Regions from separate parts of the Sus scrofa genome. Here all the other regions are linked to region 2. Evidence: chromatin contacts called from public Hi-C and HiChIP or PLAC-seq data. All regions are on one chromosome and are shown on one strand. Each heading gives the region's core, a stretch centred on a gene start, on an enhancer-like site or on the middle of the called end of the contact. The rest is flanking DNA. Distances are from core to core; before and after follow the strand shown. Region 1 overlaps LOC106506174 (a long non-coding RNA gene). Region 2 holds the start of ZEB2 (zinc finger E-box-binding homeobox 2). Region 3 overlaps GTDC1 (glycosyltransferase-like domain-containing protein 1).

Region 1 (3,825 bases), core at 188-2,687, 480 kb after region 2:
ATACATTGGTTTGGGGGTAAATTAGATTATTTTTCTTGAAGAGTATTATATAAACCACTGATTGCATAGAAGGTAGCTGGTAGTGTCCACAATCATACTTGTAAAGAGTTCATACTCCAGATTCTTCATTACTAAGCCATCCTGCCTCCTAGGAGAGCTGTGAGAAATAACTTTTCTCTACCACACATAATGAAAATGGGTCAACTTATTAAACATATTAAAAATGAAAATATATTCTGCATTATACCTAGAAAATACTATATAGCTGAGAATGTAAGAAAAAATACATATTCTATCAGTGTTGGTGATGATCCCAGCCAAAAATGGTATGATCTTAAATAGTATTATTCATTTGATCTTCTCTAGATAGCCTTCAAGGACAGTGAATTAAGATGGAAGCCACATAAGAACACACGGCGTGTTCCTTCTTCACGCAGGGCGGCCCTCCCGTTGTATTTCTTTTCCCGAGGGATGGGACTGGTAGTCTGTTAGGTCAGGCTTCCTAGGTTGGCATGTAAAAAGTAAACCAAAGGACTTCATTATCTTAGGATAAGGACGAAGAAGAAGAAGAAGGAAAAAAAAAAACTACTTAAGGAAGAGTTAAAAGAGTTTCCCAATGGAGGAATATCTTTGAAATTAAATATTTCTCTATGCAAGTTGACATTTAAAATGTGTGACTTAAGAGAGATAAGAAGAAAATTGTGAGAAACATAACCTTAAATATTTTGGATAACATTTCTTGAATTATGCAGCATTTGGCACGACTTTGAGGAAACAAACACTCTGGGGTAATGATAGTATTTGTACGCACTTTATAGGAACATCTATACACACTCACACAGTTATATTTGTGGTATAATACATGACACATATAGAATATGTCTATGTAAAATTGTTTTATATGTAGCATTTCCATCCCTGGGACTAAACACTGGCTCTCCAAAATGTGTTTTTATGGATGCTTCCATGCTGAACTTACAGAACATAGTTATCGGATAGCATAAATGTTGTTTTAATTCTTCATGGGCAGTCAAATGTCTTTTGAGGAGTCATCCTAGACCCATCTATAGAAATGGCATGTTATAGACTGAACAGCACAAAGCAGCAAAAGAAATAAAGTAAAACCCTGTTAGCATTGGCTACCCTTTCAACATATTAAAGACTCTCAGAAGAGATAATCTACAGTAGGGAATAGCACTGTGCTGGCACGGGGTTTACAGGATGACCTAATGGGTCTTTTCCATCTCTAATTCCTGTGATATTGCAGATCTAAGAGATGGAGCCAGTAATTGCTTACAACATAACGGATTCCTCTCTCTCCTTTTTTTTTTTTTTTTTTCCCCTCTCTTCCCTGGAGTTCAGCAGAGACTCTCTTAAAATAAACAAAAACTGTGAGAAACTAAGAGAAGTCAGGGACTGGCCCACTTTTTAGAGGCAGAATGTGGAAAGTATGAAGCACTGATTTGACTACGAAGGCTTGAAAGCAGAGGGGCCCGAGCCGTTTATACTACAGGCAGTAGTTAAAAAAGGGAAAGAAAAAAAAAAAAGAAAGAAACTTGAAAAAAATGGGTGTAACCCTGGGCTTTGATACAACTGGCCTTTCAGCCCCCACTTGAGATTTGCACATCCCCAAGGGAAGCTGTGGTTTGGAATAAGATCGTGCATTTAATTTCGCTCAGAGAACTTATTGGACTTGGCACAAAAAGAAAGAATTTGCAGTATATTTTTTGTCATGATTAGTGGCCCCCTCACCACAATATTTGATTATTTTGGAAAGGGAAAAGTTAAATCCTTGTAAAGTTGTGATTTACAATTTTCGAGCATCCAGGTAGGGAGCATGACTTCTGCCAGCTTGATCATGGGATCCACATTTTATTCTGTCTCATTGATGTGAGAAAACAAAACAGTTCTGTGGGGGGAAATAGACTTGGGAATATATCCCTTGATTATCCTGGGAGATTTTTCTCTCCATGCCACATCTTCTCTCAGTTACATTGATTTTGGTATCCAGTGAAACTTGTAGCAAGAAACTGGCACGCGGATAGTTTACTTTTCATTTCTAATCTGTAGTATCTGGCATTTTTTTATCATTTGATTTCTTTGCTCTCACAGTTACGTAAATTTTGAGGCAGAGGAGTTAAAGAGAGATTCTTGATTTATGCCTGAAAATGACTTTCACTGGACATTTTTTCTCAAGCTTTATAATTAAGATTGGAGATCTTGTGGGTATTTTAATATAGACTAAAATCTATCCAAATAGCCAAAGGCAAAGGGAGTGACCGACTGGGTAGCTGAGGAATATTTTCCTGGTAGATGTACAACAACTTTCCCCACAACTGTGATGCTTTATCCTTTGACATTAAAAATGCTGTTTGCAGAAGTAACATTCCTTTGAACACTCAACTTTCTGAAATTGTGTCCCACCGCAAGGACTCACATAGGGTAAGTCTGAGCATCAATGCTGAGTAACAGCCAGGCTAATTGGATTCTGTTCTGGTGTCCAACACTGAAATAGAGTCAGTTGAGTCTTGAAATAAATCTTGAAGTGGAATTAATAATAATAAATTCCACCTCTTCTACTACTTTTAACTTTTTTGGATGTGTGCTTTTTGGAAAACTGTCTCTAATGTTTAGGCAGAGAGTTCTCACCATGCTTACTAAGTGAAAGCAATTTGCTGAATAATGTCAATGTAGCAATGTTAGTGGTATTGTTGGCAGAGAGAAGACACTTTTTTCTCTCATTCTGGACTTGGACAGGAGATAAAGACAAATACAAGAATTCCATTGGTATTTGGGGAAGTGCTCTATTTGTCCCAAGTTGAGTATGGTGGTTAAGGGAACCTATGACTAAGGGCAAAGAACCTAGGTTTCAGTCCCAGCTGGCTGTGGGACCTGGGGCAAATGGTTTATCTTCTCTAAGCCTCTGTTTTCTCATCTGTACTATGGAATAATTAAAACTTAATTTGGTTGTTGGGGGGTGGAAAGAGTTAGTATAAATATATCACTAATAGTATAATGATGACACATGCTACGAATTCAACAACTGTTATCTGTTGTAGCTATTTGATATTGACCTCATCAACACAATATTTCTTGGCTGTGTATAGTGGTAAATCTAGACTCAGCATCTCTATGAAAGTAAGATATGAGATCTGCTTTCTCTTTCCACTCTCACTGATTTAATGACAGTGAGTCAATAAGTTTTTTTTTTTTTTATTATTTGACCCCACCTTTGCAAAGCTATTGTGAAATTTGAATCAAGATACTTCATCCTGTATTAATGAGGCTTCTTTCAACTGAATGACCGAAAACCAACTTTCTTCTATAATTTCTCAGATTTCTAGGAATTCTGGTCTTTTTTGTCCTCTTCTCTCCTACCCTCTCTGCTTCATTCCCCCACCCTCACCACCATACATACTTTTTACTATCTCCCATCCCTCACCAAGATTTACTTTCCTCTACGGTGGATTCATTTTAGTAACGCTGTCTCCACATGATGGCAGATGCCCTCCAGCATAGGTGATGGTACAGCCAGTAACTCTAGAGTAGACATATCAAAATGATATGGCATAGAGACTGTTCCCATAGTGAAGGCTAGATTTTCACCCAAATATTGTGAATGGATGACCATTCACAAATTACTACTTGTGGCCCATTTTGCTGTACATATCCTCTTTATATACGAACAATTTTGTAATGCCCTTGCCTAAAATAATGCAACCCTTCTGAATCCTATAAACGCCTTTACTCCTTCCAAAAGACATAGAAACACAAATCTCATTTTCTTACTGCATCCCAGGTCCAAGTTCAGAATCTTGTAGGGAT
Region 2 (3,763 bases), core at 875-3,374:
GGCTTCGAAACTTTTGTACCTAAAAATCGAGAGAGGCGCTGCATTTTTTTCAGCTGAAACTGTCAAAACTTGGAGAAGGGGAACCTCAGAGGCAGGCTGGAGAGGAGGAGAATCCCGAAACTCGGTGGAGGTTGGGAAGATGCTGTGCCTCGAGGATTAGTTTAAACAGGGGGCTATAAAAGATGTAACAGATGCAAACTGTAACACAAGGGCCATTAACCCTTTCTCTGCCGAGCACACTCAGTCCCCACGTCCCGCACCTATTGTCTCCTGTGCTAAAGGCTTTGCGGAAAACCTGGAAAGTGAGTATCAGTTTCCACACATTTGCTGACAGGGGTGGAGGTTGGGGGGGCGGTGGGCAGAAAGAAGGGGAAGTGGATGATTTAGAAAGCACCTTGAATTTAACCTAGGCATAGTGGGAGACTTTTAACACATTTTCTCATTTCTTGGCTCTCCTATGGATTTGAAATTGTTGGGAAAAATTCCTGAAATAAAGAAATGGTCACACAAGTATCTGGGATGAAACAGCTGGCCTGTCTGTATTCATGCTGAGACTTACACACGATTGCATATAAATATATGTTTAATAAAGTAAGCTGCTAGTTTTATGAGCATTTGTGTGTGAGGGAGAGACAGGGCATTTGTGCTGTAAACTTTATCTTTGCCTGTTATTTCTAACTCTGGAGTTAGTAATCTTGCCTTCATCATTATAGGGGGAGCATGTAAAATATATAAGTAAGTGGGAGATAAACACATTCATGTTAGCGGGGCTCACCACTGTTCCTGGGAACTCCTGCTATCTCTCTTGACTTTTCAGTGCCAAAGTATGGCATGGAATATTTGTATGTATGTGTCTCCTGTGAAATCCATGTCTATATTACTTTGCCATTTGAAATACAATTTCAAAAGTTATCCCTAATTTAAAACTCTAATATCCTGACAGTTTTCTTCCCAACTGTAGTGACCCCCCCCCCCACTACTTTGGTAAACGACTCAAGTTCCATGAGGACTTTCACTTCTTTATTTATCATCACAGAAGTGAGGTGTTACTTCACATACACACACACACAAAGAATGAAATAAAGAAATGAAACTCGCTAAGCAGACAAAAACAAGCAACTTTCTGCTTAGAAAACAGCCTTCTTCGGTAGAAAAGGTTGGACTGCCATATCTAAGAGAAAGACTTGCTCCCGAATTTGGTAGGTTTGTATCCATCAAGTTTTGTAATTATTAACAGGTATTTGCCAAGTTTTAATTGCTGAATACAATGAATTGGAATTAGACATGACAATAGAGCAGAACCTCTCCCCCTGAAGAGTTTTTATTCCAACCACATAGTTCTCAATAAAACTTTTCCTAGGCTGGGTAGCAAAAGGCACCTTTGGTTACCTGAATGGACAGGTACAGGGCAAATTATTTGGAGGAGGAAAAAAGAGAAAAGGAAGGAGAGAGAGAGGGAGTGAGAGAGAAATCCAAGAAGTCACTCTTGGGAAAAGCTTGCCGTAAAGGAGCTAAACCCACCTGAAATTCCTACCCACAGACACTCCTTCGCACTTCAGACTCCCATCCTCACTTAAAAGGAGAAAATCATGAAAGGAGGGTGGGGGATGACCATGCCAAAAAGGAATAAAAAGAGAGAAAAGGGGGAAAAAAACCTACCTGCGAAGTCTTGTTTGTAGTTTTGGCCAGAAATGGTGAGAAGAAAAAGCATGAAGAAGCCGCGAAGTGTGGGGAAGAAAAAGGTGGAAGCGAAGAAACAGCTCCCGGAGCAAACTGTACAAAACCTCGCCAAGAGTGTCGGGAGGCAGGACCGTTATTCCTGCGGAGCAGGTTAGAACTGATCTCTTTCGGCCACTCCAGGAAACACAAACCTGGGGACGGACTGACGTGTTACGCCTCTTCTAATGACATTTTTTTCTTTTTCTTTTCTGTAGGAGAGAGAGAGACCCTGAAACACGCGCCACCTATCTTTGTGGGGAGGGATAATTGAAGCGCCCTGAGCGTGAGCATCATGTGAAAACGTGATCGCCAAGTTTCTCTCTGGGAAAGGATCTGGGATAGATTATACCTTGAAGTCTCCGCAAACGCTTTAGTGGAAGAAATGAAATTCCACCTCCCTCCCTTCCTCTCTCCCTCCCTCTCGCCTCCCTCCCTCCCTTCTCCACGCCCCCCCCCCCCCCGTAAAGCCTTTGGCATCATTATCCTCATCTCCTCATCACTAAATCCTACAGAGTACAGGGCGGAAAACGGTGCACACCATTCACAGAACTGGAGAACTCTTAAGGGGCGAAAGTTAAAGGGAAAGATCCCGGTTCTTCAATCCAGATCGCTTCTTCTTATACAGATATCTCTAATGACCAGATTTGAGATGCACATTAAGTTGTGTGGATTTCTCAGCACAGCTTCTGGAACTAAATTTTTTGCCCTTTCTCTTATTTTTTTGTCTTTTTAGATGCCAGAGCCAGAAAAAAAAAATGTTGCATGTGAACTGCATTTTAGGGTGTGTGTTGGGGGTGTGTGTGTGTGATGAATTTCTGGATTGGATCCCAATACTAAAAAGTGGTTTGGCATTTTTAAAAAGGGTCTCTAAGTGAATTAACATAGCGGGCTGAGTTGCCTCGATCTCTGAGTCTCTCTACATCTCACGGAGACCTCACTACAAAGTGAGGGAGTGTGTGTGTGTGTGTGTGTGTGTGTGTGTGTGTGTAGGGAGGCAGGAGGAATAGGAGAAAGGCCATAGAGGAACTTAGCAGGGAAGGATGAGCATGATATTAAACGGCATGGGGTCTAAGTTTTGGAGTATACATTTTTTGATATTGCAATTAAAGTAAAATTAAAAAGAAAAGACTCCACCTTTGCTCTGAAGGGATTGGTTATGTAAATATGGAAGGGATTTCCTGGAGAATACAGCTTTCTACTGTATGGTTAATTAAATAATCACTCAAAAGCTTCCAACGTGACGCTTCTGTCGTAATCCAATCAGGTTACATAGGTCCTAAACAAGAAAGATATTTTCCACATCTGGAAGTCAGCAATTTAGCAAGTACTGCACATTATTAACCAATTCAGAGCCCACTTCCCAGGGGAATTTTTTTTGAAGTTTAAGTGTTCTTAACCAATGCTCTGCTGTTTTGTTAATCAAAAAGCTGGTTTACACTGCACATAATTGGAACTAATATAGAAGTAAATAAAGACAGCCAAATTTGAGGATGCTGAGCACAGGCATTTATAGGAAAAGGAAGAAATCTCTTAGCCTCCAGTGGTTCAGGCTCAGTTTCTTAAAGAACTGTGAGGTTTTTTTGTTGTTGTTGTTGTTGTTGTTGTTTTAAGAGTGAAAGTGCTTGAGAACCTCAGAGCACAAATAAACTTTCAGTCCCACTGCCTTTGGGCTTTCTTGCAAAGGTAAAGGTGGAGGTGTCAAGAGGACTGAAGAGCAGCCTCATGCCAAAATTTTCTGCTTTAATATTGTTAATATGTTACAGCCCCCTGTTTTCAGTCTGATGAAATCTGAAACAAATAACACCCTGATCCAACACTAGACTTTTACTTATATTAAGATAAACTGCTTTGAACTGTGCTTTGAAATGTGTGCCTAAAGCAAGACTTTGAATGCAAGACTCACTGGCAATTGCACTCAGAGGAGGGAAAAGCCACCACAAGAGTTGCCACATCCACACTCCCAGAGGTGCATGTCTTTGTATTTTGTATGTTTATTTTTTTTAAGGGGGGGAGCAGTAGCCACCCAGCATGACCACAGCTAGTT
Region 3 (3,776 bases), core at 611-3,110, 320 kb before region 2:
TAGTTTCTTAGGAACTAAGTAACCAAGAAGAATGTTCAAAGAAAGGTTGATACAATATTATTCATTATTCAAGTATATTTACGTAAAACTAAAATCTCCAATAATAAGCTCAATGTTTTTAAAACTACTTTACCTAATAAGTAATAAATTTGATAATCTATATAACAATTATGACATTATTTAAAATGCAACATTCTAACAATATCAGTGATAATATTAAGTTGGATACTTGAACGACCTCTGGAGGGCAAATTTTCCCTCCTTCAAATTCAGGCTCTCTGAAAAAAGTGCTCCCTGGTTTAAGATTTTTCATGGCAGATAATCTACTAACAATCTGAAAGTGCCAAACTGAACATTAGATAAGGATTAAGTCATATACCAATGTAAGATTAGTGTTAAAAGTGGAAATTAGCAAGTAAAGTATAAAAAGGAATTAAAAAGTAAAGAGGAGCCTTTAACACTCCAATCCTCATCACACAAGAATGTCTTCAGGCATAGATGACTGCAAGATAGATGCAACCTGCAAAACCATTTTATGATACATATAATAATACATTATTTTTTCATCCAGATAAGGTTCCTACCTTTTCTTAATATAAATAATAGCACAGTAATTTCCTCAATTAAGTACCTATAGCTTCGAAGCTCCCCTTTAGAATATTTTAAAACTGCTGTTGGGGACACATGATAGACACTGATTAACTGGTATGATATAATCAAGTGAACTGGTACTAAACTATAGAGTAGCATCCACAGCTAGTTATTAGGTACATTTTTATGACATATACATTATATAGGAAAAGAGAGTATCCTTCAATTGTCTCTATTCAAGAATGGAAACTTTTGAGACTATTATTAATTAATGGTTAACAGAATTACTGCTGGTTTTTCTTGCAGGTATTATGATAGCATATCTGAGTACAAGACGTCTAAGAAAATTAAAGTGATGATATTACTGAGATGCTTTTTAATACCTCTGTCATTATATAGTTTCAGTCTATATTATTTTTGCCGAATATTGATAAAACATTTCATGCACAATTTACAGGTTGGGTTTCAGGTGAGCAGAATAAACACTATTTTAAGCAGAAGATATACTTTTAAACCAACTTTTAAAATTTCACTGGATCATTCAACATTTGCTTGAAATCCTTACAAGATATTCATCTATTTGTGGCATCATATAGGTCTGTCTCCCCATCTGTCTATGTTTTTCATGAAGACTAGTATCTGGTACAAGGTTTTTTTTTTTTTTTTTTTTTTTTTTCCTCCCTTCCCCACTTTAGTAGCTATTCATTGGCCCACTACTATGCCATTTCTGTCATAGTTGTCCGACAGCATTTATCGATCATCTTTTTAATAAAATATAAGCTTTCTTTCACAGGACAAGGGGACAAGTAATCAATATAATCAATTTAATTTTGGCTAAATTTAACTCTGTATGGTTAGAAATTAATGTCATCAAAATGTATTATTGTCACAATAAATAATTACATTGGCATCATGATGTTCACTAAAATATAAAACACTGAATTTTCTAAGACTAACATATATATGGTTATTTACCACAGCACTTCGGCCGTATCTTCCTAAAAGTAACCTTCTTATATTCCATGGCCAGATTTGCTAAGAAATTCACATCTTGCATGTATGGACATCTTGAGCAATCCTTTTTAACAGGAAATCTTGACAACACCCCTTCCCCTCCCAACTCCACTTGGTAGTCTGACTCCAGCACAAGCTCATCTGGTTCGACTAAAATCATTGCATTATTTGGCAGTGGTTTCTTCATACGTGGCGCTTGGAGCTCATTGAAGCTCAAACAGTACAGGAAATGCAAATCATGCAAACCACCCTCATGATGGCGACGTACAGTGGCGTGATTGAGCGGCACTACGCACGACTCGTGGGCTGACCACATGAAAGGAGCCATTTACAGACCAGATGAGCAAAAGCTGGGATAAGTTAGAGAGTATGTGTGAGCTTCAAAGCTGGCAGACTAGCATCCTTATTTAAAATAGAAGGGTTTTTTATTATTATTTTTTATTAATAACACCTGCCTGAGCTCTTTACATTGAAGGAAGTTTACAGAGGTAGAGGGGGGTATCCTGTATATATGTGGTCCAAACTTTCTTTTTTAAATCCCAGGTATGGCAGAAGAGTGGAGTACTTTCCATCAATTTTTCACAAGATTTTCTACAGTTGTTAACAGTTATTGGAAATGTTTTCTTTCAGTGAACTTAAAAAAAAAAAAAAAGATAATCTTGCAATGTTGCAGTGCCCTACATTATTTGCTCATAATTCCTAGTGTCAGTTTAATTGCCACATGTTAATAAAATTAGTTCCTCCAACAAAAAATAGGGAGCTATAATTCTCAGGAATTCTTCAACAAAAGCCTTAGGAGCAATACAGAATTTGCCATTAAGAGAATATTTGAACAAGGCTAATACAGTAACTAGAACAGAAAAATGACTATAGGAAGTTTTTCTTTTCTTTTTTGGAACTGATGGTTTTCTAGATGTTTCTGATTTACCACAAAATAAAGAAAATGTGATTATTAAGAAAATAAATGTGATAACAAAATAATTTTTTAAAATTTAAATTTCATGTGTTTGTTTAGCATTTGAAATTATTTTCCAAAGCCTTTAAGTAGGCTATTTCATTTGCACACAGACTTAAAAGCATCAAGAATTCCATTAAAGCACTGGCTCCCTTAACCCCTTAAACCTATAGCTAGAAACTTAAAGAAGTGTATGAGGAAGTTAGAAGTTTAAATAAAGTGGGTAAAAGGCTAATGCTTCTGGTCTAGGAATCAGAAAACCTAAGCATAAATAGCCATATGATACTGAACTAATCACTCTCTGAAACTCAACCTTCTCATGTTTAAGAAAGATGTTATCACCACCTTTCTTGATCGCTACTGAGTTTCAATTGAAAGATGAGGTAATGTAGGATGAGAGAAAATTGTACAGTGTTAAATACACATAAAGAAATGCTGTACAATGTATGAGGCATAACATTGTACCAGACATTATGTCAGGCTCCTTACATACCTTATCTCATTTGGTTTAATTTCATGTTCACAATATCACTGCTTTATAATAATAATAATAATAATAACAATTATCATTATTATCTGCAACTGTGGCATGAGGAAGTTCCTGGGCCAGGGGTCAAACCCACGCCACAGCAGCAATCCAAGTCACTGAAGCGACAACACCAGATCCTTAACCCACTTCACCACAAAAGAACTCCATTGCATTATTATCTGTTGCATTTTAAGAGACAAGAAAATTGAGCCTCACACAAGCTAAGCAATTTCCCCAAATCTTATGGCTAATAAATGGCAACATTTGGATAAATGTATTAGGCCACACATGCATCTGTACTGTTAACGTTTCACAGTCATCCACTGGGGGTCTACATAACTCTTGATGAGTTGGTATTTTAAAAAGAAATCCAAAGCTGACATCCTACACAGTTGAATTAAGTAGAATTTCTCCAACTTTTTCATCAGACACACAAGTGGAAACTTGGTATTTTGAATTGTCCCATGCTATTCCATCCTGTCTACTTTTTTTTATTATTTTTTATTATAGTTGAGTTACAATGTTCTGTCAACTTCTGCAGTACAGCAAAGTGACCCAGTTATACATATATACATTCTTTTTCTCATATTATCTTCCACGAGTGATTAGATATAGTTCCCTGTGCTACACACAGCAAGACCTCATTGCTTATCCACTCCAAATGCAATAGTTTGCATCTACTAACCC

What was found. A called contact is a pair of places that touch in the nucleus more often than the background predicts. HiChIP or PLAC-seq counts read pairs in DNA pulled down with a chosen protein or histone mark.
Region 1: a contact with region 2 is called in a Hi-C map of subcutaneous adipose tissue, with 2.6 times the contacts expected there. The contact joins the enhancer-like site here to the promoter of ZEB2 in region 2. A contact is called at or near these places in 10 of 47 Hi-C or Micro-C datasets (adipocytes, embryonic fibroblasts, fetal heart ventricle and 7 more) and 2 of 2 datasets of contacts at active chromatin or transcription factors (alveolar macrophages and skeletal muscle).
Region 3: an H3K27ac HiChIP or PLAC-seq map of alveolar macrophages shows a contact between it and region 2. The contact joins the enhancer-like site here to the promoter of ZEB2 in region 2. A contact is called at or near these places in 1 of 5 promoter capture datasets (fetal liver), 3 of 47 Hi-C or Micro-C datasets (embryonic fibroblasts, heart right ventricle and subcutaneous adipose tissue) and 2 of 2 datasets of contacts at active chromatin or transcription factors (alveolar macrophages and skeletal muscle).

Annotation. Positions count from the first base shown.
Region 1 is chr15:7,011,588-7,015,412 of Sscrofa11.1, reverse strand. The region is part of intron 2 of LOC106506174 (a long non-coding RNA gene); the gene reads right to left. Among named protein-coding and RNA genes, the nearest start is that of ZEB2, 490 kb to the left of the region's middle. Within about 2 kb of position 1,437, at least 10 of the 83 cell types and tissues checked have an H3K27ac peak or open chromatin away from gene starts, as enhancers often do. A contact at or near this core is called in skeletal muscle and subcutaneous adipose tissue, where this site is marked.
Region 2 is chr15:7,497,240-7,501,002 of Sscrofa11.1, reverse strand. It overlaps ZEB2 (zinc finger E-box-binding homeobox 2), which reads right to left and starts at 2,124. Exons shown (of 10, transcript XM_021076506.1): 1 at 1,660-2,124. It overlaps LOC110257199, which reads left to right. Exons shown (of 2, transcript XR_002339482.1): 2 at 1,680-1,773.
Region 3 is chr15:7,812,790-7,816,565 of Sscrofa11.1, reverse strand. The region is part of intron 5 of GTDC1 (glycosyltransferase-like domain-containing protein 1); the gene reads right to left. Among named protein-coding and RNA genes, the nearest start is that of GTDC1, 86 kb to the right of the region's middle. Within about 2 kb of position 1,860, at least 5 of the 83 cell types and tissues checked have an H3K27ac peak or open chromatin away from gene starts, as enhancers often do. A contact at or near this core is called in alveolar macrophages, where this site is marked.